Linked DNA regions of Mus musculus: regions 1 and 3 are each linked to region 2. A link is a contact called in public Hi-C and HiChIP or PLAC-seq data. All regions are on one chromosome and are shown on one strand. Each heading gives the region's core, a stretch centred on a gene start, on an enhancer-like site or on the middle of the called end of the contact. The rest is flanking DNA. Distances are from core to core; before and after follow the strand shown. Region 1 overlaps Gm32576 (a long non-coding RNA gene). Region 2 holds the start of Klhl29 (kelch-like 29). Region 3 overlaps Gm9548 (a long non-coding RNA gene).

What was found. Hi-C and Micro-C count contacts between places; a contact is called where the count stands out from the background. HiChIP or PLAC-seq counts read pairs in DNA pulled down with a chosen protein or histone mark.
Region 1: an H3K4me3 HiChIP or PLAC-seq map of embryonic forebrain shows a contact between it and region 2, with 5 times the contacts expected there. The contact joins the enhancer-like site here to the promoter of Klhl29 in region 2. A contact is called at or near these places in 1 of 39 promoter capture datasets (hippocampal neurons), 1 of 484 Hi-C or Micro-C datasets (ventral hippocampal neurons) and 10 of 115 datasets of contacts at active chromatin or transcription factors (SST interneurons, astrocytes, embryonic basal ganglia and 7 more).
Region 3: a contact with region 2 is called in a Hi-C map of cerebellum, with 1.9 times the contacts expected there. The contact joins the enhancer-like site here to the promoter of Klhl29 in region 2. A contact is called at or near these places in 1 of 39 promoter capture datasets (hippocampal neurons), 2 of 484 Hi-C or Micro-C datasets (cerebellar granule neurons and cerebellum), 8 of 115 datasets of contacts at active chromatin or transcription factors (SST interneurons, VIP interneurons, embryonic forebrain and 5 more) and 1 of 9 other capture datasets (embryonic stem cells).

The regions. Positions count from the first base shown.
Region 1 is chr12:6,044,670-6,049,436 of GRCm38.p6, forward strand. Gm32576 (a long non-coding RNA gene) reads left to right here. Exons shown (of 6, transcript XR_872465.3): 3 at 493-704; 4 at 1,329-1,457; 5 at 1,946-2,075. Among named protein-coding and RNA genes, the nearest start is that of Gm32576, 9.2 kb to the left of the region's middle. Within about 2 kb of position 2,057, at least 18 of the 459 cell types and tissues checked have an H3K27ac peak or open chromatin away from gene starts, as enhancers often do. A contact at or near this core is called in embryonic forebrain and ventral hippocampal neurons, where this site is marked.
Region 2 is chr12:5,372,879-5,377,382 of GRCm38.p6, forward strand. It overlaps Klhl29 (kelch-like 29), which reads right to left and starts at 2,804. Exons shown (of 14, transcript NM_001164493.1): 1 at 2,224-2,804. 2810032G03Rik (RIKEN cDNA 2810032G03 gene) reads left to right here and starts at 2,842. Exons shown (of 2, transcript NR_015579.2): 1 at 2,842-3,650.
Region 3 is chr12:5,980,817-5,985,703 of GRCm38.p6, forward strand. Gm9548 (a long non-coding RNA gene) reads left to right here. Exons shown (of 4, transcript XR_872462.2): 4 at 3,551-4,731. Among named protein-coding and RNA genes, the nearest start is that of Gm32576, 55 kb to the right of the region's middle. Within about 2 kb of position 1,550, at least 2 of the 459 cell types and tissues checked have an H3K27ac peak or open chromatin away from gene starts, as enhancers often do. A contact at or near this core is called in cerebellum, where this site is marked.

The sequences.
Region 1 (4,767 bases), core at 807-3,306, 670 kb after region 2:
TAAAATGTGAGTACTTAAAATGTACACCCTATGAAGAAGGAACTAAATATTACTGCTTTATTTAAAAAAAAAATGGAGTCAAGTATAATCTTAATTATTTGCTCTCTTCATAAAAGAGCTTCTTATCTCTGGACCAACTCACCTATTCCTTCCCCAGCAAAGCATCTCTTTGATGTCTGAAACTCAGACTTAAAATATAATGCAGATTGTAGTGAAGGGTGACCGGTTTTCAGTTACTAATAACAATATAATGCATTCTTTCTTCATTGTCTCTCGGGTTCAGCAGCTTGTGGTATGTTCTATTGATTCAGTTGTCTGTTGGGTATATTGACTTACTCATGATATACATCAACCCAAGTCACAGCATTGAAAGTTAACAACCTTAAACTTAATGCCAAATCATATAATAGATTTAAGACTGCTTTTTTTTTTTTTTTTTTTTTTTTTTTTTACTTTTTTCAATCTTTGTTTTCATGCTTTGATGTTTTGCAGTTTGGGCATGTTCTACTTTATGCACACAGCTATCAACATCCACTACTGACAAACTGTTGACAACACTGTGGAATTATCTGCCAGTTGTTAGTACTTTTTGAAGACAGCATTTCAAGTAACCAGGAACAAAGCATGTGTGTTGAAACTATGCAGACAGGAGAGATTTTTGTACAACTTCCTTTAGAAAATCCTCAACCCAAATGTGGATTCAGGTAATACCAATGGACAAAGCTTAAAGTGTTGAACCAAAGAAATTAAGTAACATCTACTTCCTGAGGTCACTTGGGTTTTCCATAAGCTTTCTTAAGGACTAGGAAAAGTGAATTCTATCAGCTGTGGCTATGAGGACTCCTTTGATTGTTAGAGATTCAATGTTAGCTTTGGCCCACAGGATTTTGTGTCCTCCTAACCTAGCTGATGTTGGTAAAACTTTGTCATTTAGACTAACAGAAAAATAGCTCCTAAAAGTATAGATTACTTGTTTCATGATCTCATTATTCTAATATACCATGATAACAACCTGATTATAACACAACCATTTATTCTGACCCCAGATTCAAATTTAGAGTTAAGCAAATGGGAGCAGATAATTCTGCTCTCAAAATCCTACAAAACAAAAATGAAAACCAACCAAACAACCAAACAACAACAACAACAACAACAACAAAACCTTTGAAACATGGTTTCAAACCTTTATCAATGTGAGCTTTTCATTTGCTCCAAGAAGACTGGTTTTAGAAACAACTTCCCCTGCCTCTGCTGTATCCAAGAAAGTAGGCCTGATAGGGGAAGAAAGAGTTATGTGAATTATGTGCAAATGGCTCAACTCTTTTCAGAACCAATGTATGCACATGATCAGTATCTTCCACTGAAGACATGAGAGGACATGAGCAATATGGTGACAGTCTCAAGTCTCTGCCTCAGCAAATAATGTGGCATAGAAAAGGCCTTCCACTGGGAACCAGGTGAGCTGCTACAAAGTCTAAGATAAAATTTAGTGTGGTTATTTAACCCTCTTTCTGTTTCTGTCTCATGCGCACATTTGCATATCAAATAGAACAGTGTTTGCAAAAATACTTGAGGAATTAGGCAGAGTTGAGGCATAATGTGATTTATGTACTGACAGCACCACAAACAAATTTTCAGCAATCTGATCGGCATAAGGATGACAGAAAGATCTTTTTGTAGGGAGGAAAGAGAACTATGCAGACAAGCTTAATTGCACTTAATTGTACTAAGTGCTAAAAGGTTTTCCTGGGCCCAAGAATGGGTAAGTTATCAAATAGTGGAAAGAATTCCAGTAACAATTTTATTCTATAAATAATAATAATTAATTCAATTTGCAAATTGCTTAACTTTTCATGAGCCTTGATGGCTTATACTATAAGCATTGTATCTGAAAGCATGAGCTAAGTGAAATCCGTCCATTACTTTGCAACGATTTTCTCCACAGGAAAGATCTATAAGGAAGAGCTCTTATCTTTCATAGTACGAGTTGTGCTTGGACTCAGCTCTGCAATCAAGAAAACATGATGTTGCGTTCCCCGTGCATCGACAAGGAACAAGTCATCATGAGCTTTCCTGTAAGAAAAGTCTATATGTGCAGCAATAATAATAATACTGTAAGGGGGGAAAGATTGTGAAATGAAAGGACAGGGTTTCCTGTTTGTTATTTTTCAAAATAATGACTGTGGGTTCTTTCCCCACAGAAAAGATGCGATTTATTTTTTAATGATGAGCTGTTTCCCTGAGAAACAAAGTGGCATTCTGTCGACACCATATGGTGGTGGAAAAACAGATTCCACCGTGTTTCATTTGTTAGACTGTCTTCTGCATTTCTGTATCCATAATTTATGTGGGGGCCTCTCTGATTGCCAAAATATTCAAATGGATTTCTCTTAGCAGGGCAGCCTGCATGGGGGGAGAAAGGTTTTCAAAACAGCAGGACCTGAACAATCCCCTGCTGAGCGGAGAAGCACACACTTCCAAGCTTCTGTCCTTCTGGCTGCTTTCATTGTGATACTAATTTACATCCTTGGTTTAGGGACTGTGTTTGCATTCAGAAAAGGCAGCTTATGTTCTTTCAAGCTAATACAATCATACTAGAATTATAACCCACACCCTTAAAGTCATATTGCTCCTCCTGCCACGGGGTAAGCAGAGAACCTGGCCTTGAAGACATGGATATGTAACGACAACTGAATGATGCCATTTTGAACACATTGGTTCTGCAGCTGGTTTCCAAAAAAGACATCTGAAGTGGTTATAGATACATTAAAAATAGTTGTGAAAGACTTGCACTGCTGTCTAAGCATATGATTACCGTCTATGTATTCAGAGCCTGTTTGCAGTAGAAGTTCGAGTGGTTGTTTTCTGGTGCATAAATAGCAACATGTCAAATGCATGATACAGAATATGAAGAGGGGACTTGATGAGTGAGACTAATTGATGTTTTGGCAAAGTGAAATGTCTAAAAAGGAAAAGTTGCATGTTCGCTCCATCCCCAGATAACAAGAATCTAACACATACGTATTTTATTACAACTAATTGCTTTTATTCCTGAGAGACTCAGGTGTTCTTTGTGTAAGTTGAGATAGTACATGATCTATTGGGGAAATGAGAAATAATTTAATATGGAAAAAGAACACAGATATGGAAAATACAGTTCAATCATAAATGGGAAAGATGGCAATAATGTAAAAAATACAATTGGTAGGATTCTAATGGTTAAAATATCCAGGCTTACGTAATTGCTGCACTGTTGTCTGCTGTTTACAAGCATAAGTAGAGTATCAGATTATGAGGGAAATACTAAATATCTTGTGAACATTACTGGTTCCCATTTCTTCTGAACTGACATGGGTGGACAGCTAGTCCTCTTTAGGTTGACAAGGCATGAGCTGCAGCCAGATTGCCTTTTCCTTTGTTTTACTGGTCAGCGAGCAGAGTTTCAATGAGCACAAGATATTGATTGGTCTTTATGTCTTAAGTGTCCTAAAAGCCTGCTTTTCCAGAGAGAGCCTTCAGGTGCAGGTCTGGAAGACAGTGAAACTTCAGAGAAATCTCTTAGCAGGATTTCATGAAGACAGACTGTTAACTCAAGTTCAAGAAAGGTGAAAGAGAATCACACCCACTATTCTTCATTTAATATGTCAAATTCTTATTGGGGATAAGGATCAAAATTTCAGAGGTAGAGATTTTGCTTTAATATTCAAGACCCTTGCATGTGGACTAGGCTCTAACCCTGATTCTATATTTCTCCAGATTTAAAAATACTTCGATGGTGCAATGTTAAGATCTGATAAGCGGGACATTTCTAAATGACTCCATTCTCTCAGAAAAGCTTGTTGGGAGGGCAGGATCTAACTTGACTCTCAACCTATTGTTAGAACTCAAATCTCATACTTTTCCCTCATTTCAATTAAAAAGTTATACATTCAATTAGACTACATCTGTGAACCTGCTTTAGCAGTAATTAAGATGAACATTATGATATGGGTAATAAAAAGTAATAGTTTTCTTCAGTCTCTTGGGTTTTTTGAAATACATTTTCTCGATGGAAATCAAATTATTTCATTGCATAGAAGTGGTGCCTTTCTATTCAATAGGTGAAACGATCCATGGGCTGTTGCTGGTACAATCGCTAAGGCAGAATCATTAAGAATAAAGTTTAGTAAATAAAGTTATTGGGTGGCTGCTTTTCCACAAAAGGGTTGGATCAGTATTAAATTAGCAGGAAATAGACCTAGAGTTTTCTCTAACTAACCTATTCTCATTGTAAAAAGAAATGAAATGGCCTTATTCAAGGACATCCATTTGAAATCCATAAATATTTTATAAGGATGGAATAAATTGCTTATTTTCAAACAGGTGCTATTGCAAAAATTATTTTGATTTTTCTTTTGCCTCGGGGCCCTTGAACAAAATAACAATATATCATGTACATAGTACTTAGACATTAAGTTATGTCTGTGTTTCCCATAATTGGCTCAGGCACAGGGAGGCTCACACTTAGGGTTCCTTTGCTGCCTCCCCAGTGTCTTCCTATGAAGAAAAATCACACCTTCAATGGGACTTTCACCTCATTGCTCCTTCTGTAAATGTAAACTAAAATTGTACCATTTCCTCCAAGATAATGACAATAGATAGAAATGCATTCTACCAACTTATTTGATAGATAATTTCCATCTCCATCAGTACATTCAGATGTTCCCTGAATTTTGTGGATAGTTCTGCATTCAAACAACTGCAGAAATACTGTATTATGGAAAAACT
Region 2 (4,504 bases), core at 1,554-4,053:
TATATTTTATTTCACTAAAACTCCTAGGTATTTCGTTTGGATTGTTGCTTGCAAATGAAAGTTGGAGATCTACTCATTTCCACAGCTAGGGTAGAAATGGGAAGACTGGACCAAAGGCAATGTTTTTAATTGTGGACTAGTAAGATCCCTGTGCAGAAAAGTTATTAAAATTGGCTAAATGCATCAGCCCATAAGCCAAGTTAAACATTATTAAATTCATATAAGGTTTTAGGGCACACATGCTAGTGATTTCCTGATTTGTAGCAATGTGATAAACCCATTGCACTCCAGAACAATATATGGGAATATAGACACTGTGACTCACTGCTCCAAACGTGTAGGAACAGGCAGACTATCAAATACATGCATGACAAGGAACTCTTAAATTATTATGTCCTTCCTCATAAGCTTTCTCTAAGTGTCAGTATGAGCAATCTATACAATTGTTAAATACCACCCCCCCCCAGTGAAAAATAATTAGAAAGTTAGCTCTCCACCTCCCCCCACACCCTTAATTTAAATTTAAAAAGCCAGGAGTGAGGTAGGCTAATTAAATGTGCTATCACTCATCCTGAACGGAAAGAATTTCTCAAATCTGCCCTCCCCGGGCTGAGTTAGCAGTAAGACCACGGCAGGGGAGAAACTCTGTAGTGACTAGACAAATGGCTTTAAAGAGAATGAAATGAGGATAAATACAGCTGTAACCAGGACAGATCTGTCACTGCAAGAGGAGTCCAAATCCTAGCGTCGCTTAGCTGATGAGGGGCTGGAGCCTGCAGTGGTGGAGCATGAATGTCCCAGAACTGAGGAGTGGAAGTTTCTCGGCAGCCGCAGCCAGGCATCCTCCACGTCTAGTCCCTCCAGCGAAGAGGTCTCGCCTAATGCTACATAAACATCTGCGTTCACGATTTGCCCCAGGCGCGCCGCCTCGCAAACACCATAGGGAGAAACGATGTGCTTCGCAGAGCCGCGCATGTACCAGGACCGGATGCTTCTCACCCACCATCATCCCTGGGGACCCGCGGGAGATCGGTCAACTGACCGCTGCTGCCTTTCGGTTCCAGAGGCCAGCGATGAGAGAGAACGGGCTTCTCAGCAGGCGGACCCAGGCATCCAAGACTCGCGCTTTGCAGTCGCCGGCTCCTGGGAGAACAGCCGCAGGCAGGCAGTGCGTCTCCACCTTCCCCAGGCGACGCACACCGAACCTGCCCCGGGAGCAGCCTCGGAACGAAACTGGGCTGCGGGTTCCGAGATCTGGGCTGGAGCGAGCACGCCTCTCTCCCCTAGGGCCTGGGGCCGACACTGCCCAGCGAGGGCACCAGCGCGCGACCACAGATAACCCTCCTGCCTCCAGGCCACGAAGACCCGGACGTGAGCCCGCGGTCAGCCCGCATGGCCCGTGGCAGTCTGGGCGCGCGGCCACACTCCCACCTACGTGTCTCCGGTCTACTATCCCACACATAAACAACCCCTCTCCACTCGCCACCACCTCCCCGCCCTTCGCATCCCTGAAGCTGTCCTCCCACCTCCAACCCCCGCTGGAAACCACAAGGTGTCAAGGGAATGTAGGGGAGGTCACAACACGGTCTGTGTGGGTTCCATTCAGATGATATTCAAGCTCTTCCACCTCGAAAGTTACTTGGGATCCAGTGAAGAAACCCGGTCCCCAAATGCTGGGTCTAAGAACGCGAGTGGCAGAACCCGTCATCTAGCTTCCCTTGGCACACAGGCGCGCATCTCCCCAACCCGCAGGGCACACGGCCGCCCTGGGGACCAGCTTTCCAGTGCTTTCTGGGTCCCCCGGCACTGCTGGGGCCCTGGGCCGCGCAGGGGGAGGTGGCCAGGAGAGGGGCGCACACGGCTTGGCCCGGCCCAGCGCTACCCGACTCTGGTGTCGTATTTGCTTCTAGCACCTTCGACCACTGCGATAGTTCCCCTAGGCATTCCCTGCATAACACACCCGGGGGCAGGAAGTTTTTTTCCCCCTTTTTTCCATCCCCGGAGCAGCGCAGGCGCAAGGGCTTCTGCAGGCTTGCGAGCTCAGACGCGGGAGGCTCCAGCTCCAGCCGCCGCCACTGCCAGAGCCGAGCCCAGCGTTCCAGGCTCTGGGCCACACTCCCAAGTCCTGCCTGGCCCAGAAGCTACCAGGACCCTGGGAACCCTTACTCCCTCCCCTCTGCCCCGTTAGGCATCCCAAGAGCCCCAACCTGATCCGGCTCTTACCTGCGGCCGCGCCGCTCCAGCCCCGGCCCGACGCGCAGAGAGCCCAGGGTCGCGGATGGGTGCAGGAGGGTTGATGGATAGGGGACGGCGCCGGCGGGTAGCGGTAGCTGGGGCCGCTCGAGTCCTGGCCCGGAGAAACGGATCCAGGTCCACCTCCTCTCGTTCCTGCTCTCCGCCTTCTCCCCTTTTCCCTCCTCCTCCTCCTCCGCCGCCGCCTCCCGGCAGCCCAGGGAGGATGCCCGGGAGAGGGAAGTCAGTCTTTCTGCCTGTCAGCCTGCGCGGCTATGCGCGGTGCGGCGCGGCTCTCATCGAGGCGGCGGCAGCGGCGGCGGCTCCGGCAGCATCGCCCCCGCCCTCTCCCCGCAGCCGCGGCGGCCGCGGGGCTGGGGCTGGCTCCGGGCGCCGGGCTCCGGGCTCGGGCTCCGGGAGGGGGCTGAGCTTAGGCTCGCCAATGACCTGGGCTGCGGACGTGCGCTGGGTAGCCGGAGCCGGGGTTAGAGCTGCTGCTAGATCGGCGGTGGCAGGGACAGCGGCGACGGCGGCGGCGGCGCGGGGATTGGCGCGGCCGCGGCGCGGGGACCATGCTCCCTTCTGGCTCGCTCCTCTCCGGGTACCGTCTGCTTTAGCTGCGAGGGAGGCGGGCTTCGGCGCGCAGCCAGGGACGGGCGGAGCCAATCACAGACGCCCGAGTAGGCGGGGGCGGAGGGTGGGGGAGGCGGGGCGCCCCCGGCCCGGCTCAGCGCTTGGCTCCCGGGGCCCCAGGGATCCCCTGCAGCCGCGCGCCGGGCCCCAGGCTCAATGCCAGCGGGTGTGTCCGTGGTTGGTCCGCCACCCCCGCCCCCTGCAAAGATACCCGGCTCGCCCGGCTCCGTGGCCGCGCCGGTAGACTCACGACGCATGGCCGGGCTGCTGGGCCATGGCCTCCGGGTTCCGAGAGAGCCCGGGCTTCAAGGAAACGGACTGAAGGGAGCTTCCCTGCTGCTCTCAACACCTGAGGAAACTGGTGGAAAAGTTTGAGAAAGAAAAGTCCAATCGTCTTTCAGCTTCCGCCCTCCCTATGACACTCCAGCCTGGAGAAGGAGTAGGGAACGTCCATATCTCTGAAAGACCACCGCGAGCCATGCCAGTCCTGTCTTCTTGCATCTGCCCTGACTTCTGAGCATATGCGAACTTTCCTGTTTTCACAGACCTCCCTGGGTTGCTCAGATCACACAGGCCTGCTTTGACACTCCAGCTGCAGCCAACCCTCCCAAGATCCACACTGACCGAGTCTTCCTCTCTTCATGCTGTCTACGCAGACCCTAACTGGAACACTAAGAGGAAACTTTGGCTGGAGACCTGTGGCTACCGGTGTGGGTGTGAGCTTTTTCATCTCTCCAGCACACTTCTTTTCTGTGCCTGTCTTCCTTGGGTTGCTAACTCTGCAGGTCAGTTTTCTTATTCCCAGACCCACAGAACCCCTCACCTGTTTTGAGATTCAGAGGGAAAGCCTGTGGCTCAGTTCCCCTCCATCTTTCAGGCAAGTCTGAAGGTTAAAGTCTGAAGTTTATAGTCGGTGGGTTCCTTCTTCATTTCTCTTCACCCATACCTCCCCCACCCCATCCACACAAATACTGAGGCCTATTTCAAACTGGGGGCGGGGGTGGGTGGGTAATAGGGGAGGGACATAGCTGTTTTTTAAGGCTGATCTGGGCTGGCTGTCCTGGGAAGGCTTTACTAGGCTCCACTCATGTCTTTGCCAGGGAGGAGGGAGAACTTTTTTCTCTCAGGGGCCTCCTGTGATTGTCAGACCCACAGCTCTGCTGTTTTGGCTGTAAACTCAGTGCAGGGGTTGTGTATCCTTTAATATCTTGTAGGAAGCACAGTACAGTGTCATGGCTGATAAATAATAAATAATAATAATCTGCTGAGGGTAGCAGGAGAACTGTCAGTGAAGAGGGAAGAAGACAGCGGGGAGATGGGCCGTTGGTGTTAGAGTAACTGCATTTGGGGGGGGGGGAGAATCAGATGAAGTTTTAGTGTTCAAAAGCTTGAAAGGTGGGTTAGGGACGCACAGTGTTTGCATCCCAAAGGAATCTACCCCCAAGACAGGACAGCCAGGGCAGTGACATTAAGGCAGTGACAGAGGCTCCTCAGAGGGAGATAGGGTGGCAGTTTGGGGGAAAACAGCCCCCAGAGGTCCTCAAACTACACCTGAAGGTGAAATATAGGTGTGGTTTGAATACTAAGTTGGCAAGATGGTGAACGAGGTACCAGAAGAGAATAGAGAGCAGGGAAGCGA
Region 3 (4,887 bases), core at 300-2,799, 610 kb after region 2:
GTGTTTTCATGCATAAATGCACACACACACACACACACACACACACACACACACACACACACACACAAATACATTTAAACAGAGATTCCATACATGTAAGAAAATATATTACACTTTTTTCTTTCTGAGTCCTGCTACTGTGGAAAACATACAGAAGTTCTTCAAGCTACAATTAAAACTACTATATTACACCTAGGTATATTTCCCAAAGACAATATTCTATAAGAAACTGGCATATTCGCATTTAATGCCAAAAGAGTCAGAATAGTTAAGAAATGGACCCAGCCTAAATAGCCAGCAGCAAAGATATGGATAAAGAAAATGTGGTACACATACATAGAAAAATTTTATTTAACTTCAAGTAAATTGAAGTCATGACATTTACAGGAAAATGGATAGAATGGGAGAGCATTATGTTAAACTAAATAAGCCAGACATTCCTGTGCTTTGCCCTGAATGCTTCTACATGAGATTGAAGTATATTTCTGATATGTGCTCTTACAGTAACCAGAGAGGTATGATTGATTGTCCCAAAGCTGACCTTTAAAAATCCAAGCAAGTATATGAAAGAAGTACTATTCTTTAGTTAATTAACAATATATTTTTAATAAAATGATTGAAAGATGCAAATGATATCTCTATGGTGTTATTTGTAGTGTAGTATGCTTTGCATACCCGTTTTAACTGAAAACAATGTAGATTATTAATTCTGTATGGAAATTTAAAATATCTTATGTTAATATTGTTGCTTTGATATTGACTGACAAAAATGGTGCCTTTCTTCAAACTATATAAAAAATTTCTAATTTCTTAGTTCATCTTCTGTTGCTGAAATAAAACAGAATGCTCACTATATAAAGAAAAGAAATGTATTTTTATAGTTGAAAGGCTGCAAGTTCAAGGGCATGGTGCTAGTATTTTCTATGCATCTGGCGAGGACTTTCATATTGTATCTCATGATAGTAAAAGGCATTCTATAGCAAGACAATAAAGGGTTGGGAAAAAGCGTATTATAATATAAACTCATTAAACCATGAGTAGTCTAACTTTTTAGTGAGAGCTCTGTCCTCTTGAGTGAACTAACAACCAAAGAGTCTACCTCTTGTTTATTCATTTCTATAGTGTGAATGTGTGGAACCTATCTAGACCATAGCAGCCAAGATTAAATGTGAATCTTTTTATATCATTTCCTAGTCTTGGTTCTTTCTACTTCCCCCCGTTGTTGTATTTATATGAAACTTTTCAGTTCCTTTAATCTATTCAAGACAGGAGAATTGGTTCACTGGCAAAGCTGGACTAGACAGTCATTAAAACAGGAATGAAGCTGAAGGAAGGTGGTCTCTCTGACCTAAGGCTAAAGGGGGTATAAAAATTAGAACAACACACGAAGCCAAGAGCAGAGTGGGGAGCCCATGGCCAGAGAACTAGTTCTAAGAGCTCAGAGCCAAGGAGAAAGAGCCAAAAATCAGAGAGGCCAGGGAACAGTAATAAGATTAATAGATAATATACAAGACAGAGCTAACCTGGGAAATGGCTTGGCAAACCATTGTTGTCAGAAGCTAGCTTTTATGTGCCAGCTGCTAGTGAGAAGATGATGCCAGCCTATTTAAAGGGCCAGGTACAGCACAAATAAGAGAAAAGGAAGAGACTGTGTAGACACAGGGGAGTATTGACTTTGTGCTGTCTTGAGGATCAAAGTTGATACTATAAATTAGCAAATGGAGGTGTAGATGAAATCCAGCTTCTCTACACACTAGATGCAAAATGATTCTAATTCACTGAGCCTTTCTCCCTCCTGAAGTCTGGGTACGTAATACCTGCTTCCGTCAATTTATACAGTTGGAGTCCTTATTGGAGATCCCAGAATACAAATTATTTCAAATTAGCAAATACTAGTCTGTTTCTCCTCAAACATACTTTTTGCAAAAACAACATTTTTCTGGTTTTCAGAATTTTTACCATCAATCATTTTACAGTTTATGAGAAAGGCATTTACTTGTAGGCCTACCATAAATAAAGTACTGGGCACTTTGCATAAGAAGTTTGTTGTTCATCACAGTGTTATTGGCAGGGCCATCTTCCTCTGAGGGCCTGAAGAAAGCATCTGTCTTACTTGTAGCTTCTAAAGTTTGCTGGAAATCTTCAGTACTCCCTAGCTTCTATTGCCTTTGTTTTGTTTTGTTTTTTGTTTTTTGTTTGTTTGTTTGTTTTTGTCTTTCCATGGAGTATACGCCCCTTGTTTTAAATTCCCTTTCTCTGAAAGGCACTGGTCATTATAGAATCATGGAACCAAGTTCTGATTATTTATATTCATGTCAAACCTGTGTCTAAGTTAGGTCTCATTCCAAGGTACTGAAGCATATGATATTTACACATGAACTCACAGGAGACTACAATCTATCTCTGATCAGAACTTACTAAAAGGAAGTCAGGAGAAGTGCAGGGTTCTATGGGGTGAAGTTCTATTCTCTGTGCCCTGTGAACATAGAGTTCTCTTTCACAAGCTATTCCTCAGTGACTACACTACACATGTATCTCACCCAGTTAGTTCCCAGCCCTTATTTAAGCACAAGTCTTTTTTCCTTGACTTTAAAAGCAGGGGATATATTGCTAGCATTCTGGTTGCCTTAGTAAAAATTAGTTACCAAAGCCAGATGGATGTTTGGTAGTAGTGAGTTGAAGACTTGGTATGGTGTGGAGCAGCATGATGTGGACCTTGCTTTCACCCTTGTGCCCAGTCTTTCCAACACTTTCTAAGTCTCTTTCCATCATACATTTAATATGAAGAACCTCAGGAAATCTCAGCCTTCTGTAGAACCTTTAGAATATGCCTTGTGGCAGTGGACCCTAAGGAGAATATTAGGAAGAGACACCGGGCCTTTGTCGTAGCACCTAGGCCACTTCCTATGATCAAAGCTACAGATGATAGGAAACAGCATTCTCTGGTAATGAAAAGAGACAATCTTATCTAAGATCCCATGATAGTCTTCAAAATCACAGCAATCATGCTGTCTGCAGCAACAGTAGACACAGCATAGATTCCTGAAGCTGTTAGTGCTTTGACACAGAAAATAAAGGGAAATACAAAAGAATCCATATGCATGTTCATTTGCATTTGCAAAAGCCAAGAAAAATATATGTCCATAATTCCATATAATATCTACATATTGTATGGAATATTGAGCTGATTACAAACGTATGCTTCTGTGACCTTTTTGAATAAATGACTGAGTTTTCTGGACCAGAGGCTAGAGATCATGCTTGCTCCTAAGGCAGCGAAACAGATGGTGCATTAATAATGGGGATATTAGGAAGATCAGCTTCCCAATTCCAGTGTATTCATTAATACACTTTAGACAGTTTAATTGCTTCCTGAAACACTAATTGAAAGAGGTTCATTTGCAAACGCCTAGGTTCTAATAATATAAATCTGGCGCAGTGCCACAAAAACCCCTTAAATACCATTATAAGATAAATTGTGGCATTTAACTAAAGACAGCTAGATTTTAAAAATAAAAGCAGCACAGTGAAATGTATAAATTTCTTTCAGACGGTGGAAAAGAAAACACAGTACAGGCGAATCCTTCTGGGCTTATGCAGAACTTGCCAACGTCACGCAAGCGAGCCCTGGGACGACGAACATCTGGCAAACCCTGACTTCAGCAGCACAGTACAGAATGCCCTCGTTTACATAAACTCATTTCCTCGAGGAATAGCTGCAGAATCTGCTATTTCAAGAGAATATGTGACTAAGTGTTGTTACACCTTTGAGTGAAGGACTTTCCCCCTTAGAATCAGGCTGCCTACTGACCTTCCTTAAGTCGGATTTCATGCCTTTATAGGCATATTGATTCTACATGCACTTCCCTGGTGTTTACTAAACAAAACTCTGAGCAGTTAGGATAAGAATACGTAAGGAGTTTGCTTCAATGTGAAAAACGAGCACAGATTGATCGTTGTAGCAATTCCCAGTTTCCTTTGGTGGAGTAATTTCTGACGTGAATGGCAGATGTTGATGGATTCCTGGTTGGCTGATGATGCTGTGAGTAAGTCAGGAGCTTGTTATGAGGAAGCAGTGGCCAGAAGTTCAAAATCTCCCACCCAATGATGCTGTCCTTTACTTAAAGCAGGAAGGCATGCTGTTTATCAATGGCCATGGAATTACATACATTCCAGGAACTAAGCTTGGGCTCATGCGCAAGACTGTTTTGGGAGTATGTAACATCCACTTACAAAATGAACTAGTGAGACTCATGCTGTGGAATAAGCTGAAATTAGTGGCTCTAATGCTTTCAAAGAAGATGGGTGGCATACAAATAGGAGGGGAGAAAGGACCCATGTGACCTTTGTGGTGAGCGAATACAACTGTTCAGTGTCAAGACCCACCAGCCTTCTCAAGAAGGAATTAACTTCCCCTCAAGAAAATTAAAAAAAAAAAAAAAAAGACTCATTGCTTTCAAATACTTGCTCAGCTCTGTTAGCTGTTATCAGGAGAGGAAACTTGCTAACTGTCCCACCTGTGATAAAGAGCAGTTAGTTTGACAGTATCTGCATGTACACATACATGACTTGGGCCAGACTTATCAATCTGTGATGGTGTGTGTGTGTGCTTATTGTATCTTGCATCTCGGTTACAAATTTAAGAGTTATATTTTATTGCTGTTGTTTAGAGACGAAAAAAAAAATGAAAATGTTGTATTTCAATTTAAATATAAATAAACAAAATTACCTCATTTCCTCATTCCCCAGTCTTTTGACTCTAAACTTCTCAAAGACAAATATTTATGATGTCAATAAATTGTTAGAAATTGTCTATACAATTGCAAGAACCCCTCTCCTTTTGTCCCCCTTCATCTCGTTTCCTCCCCTGTCACCCCCTTTGTTCCT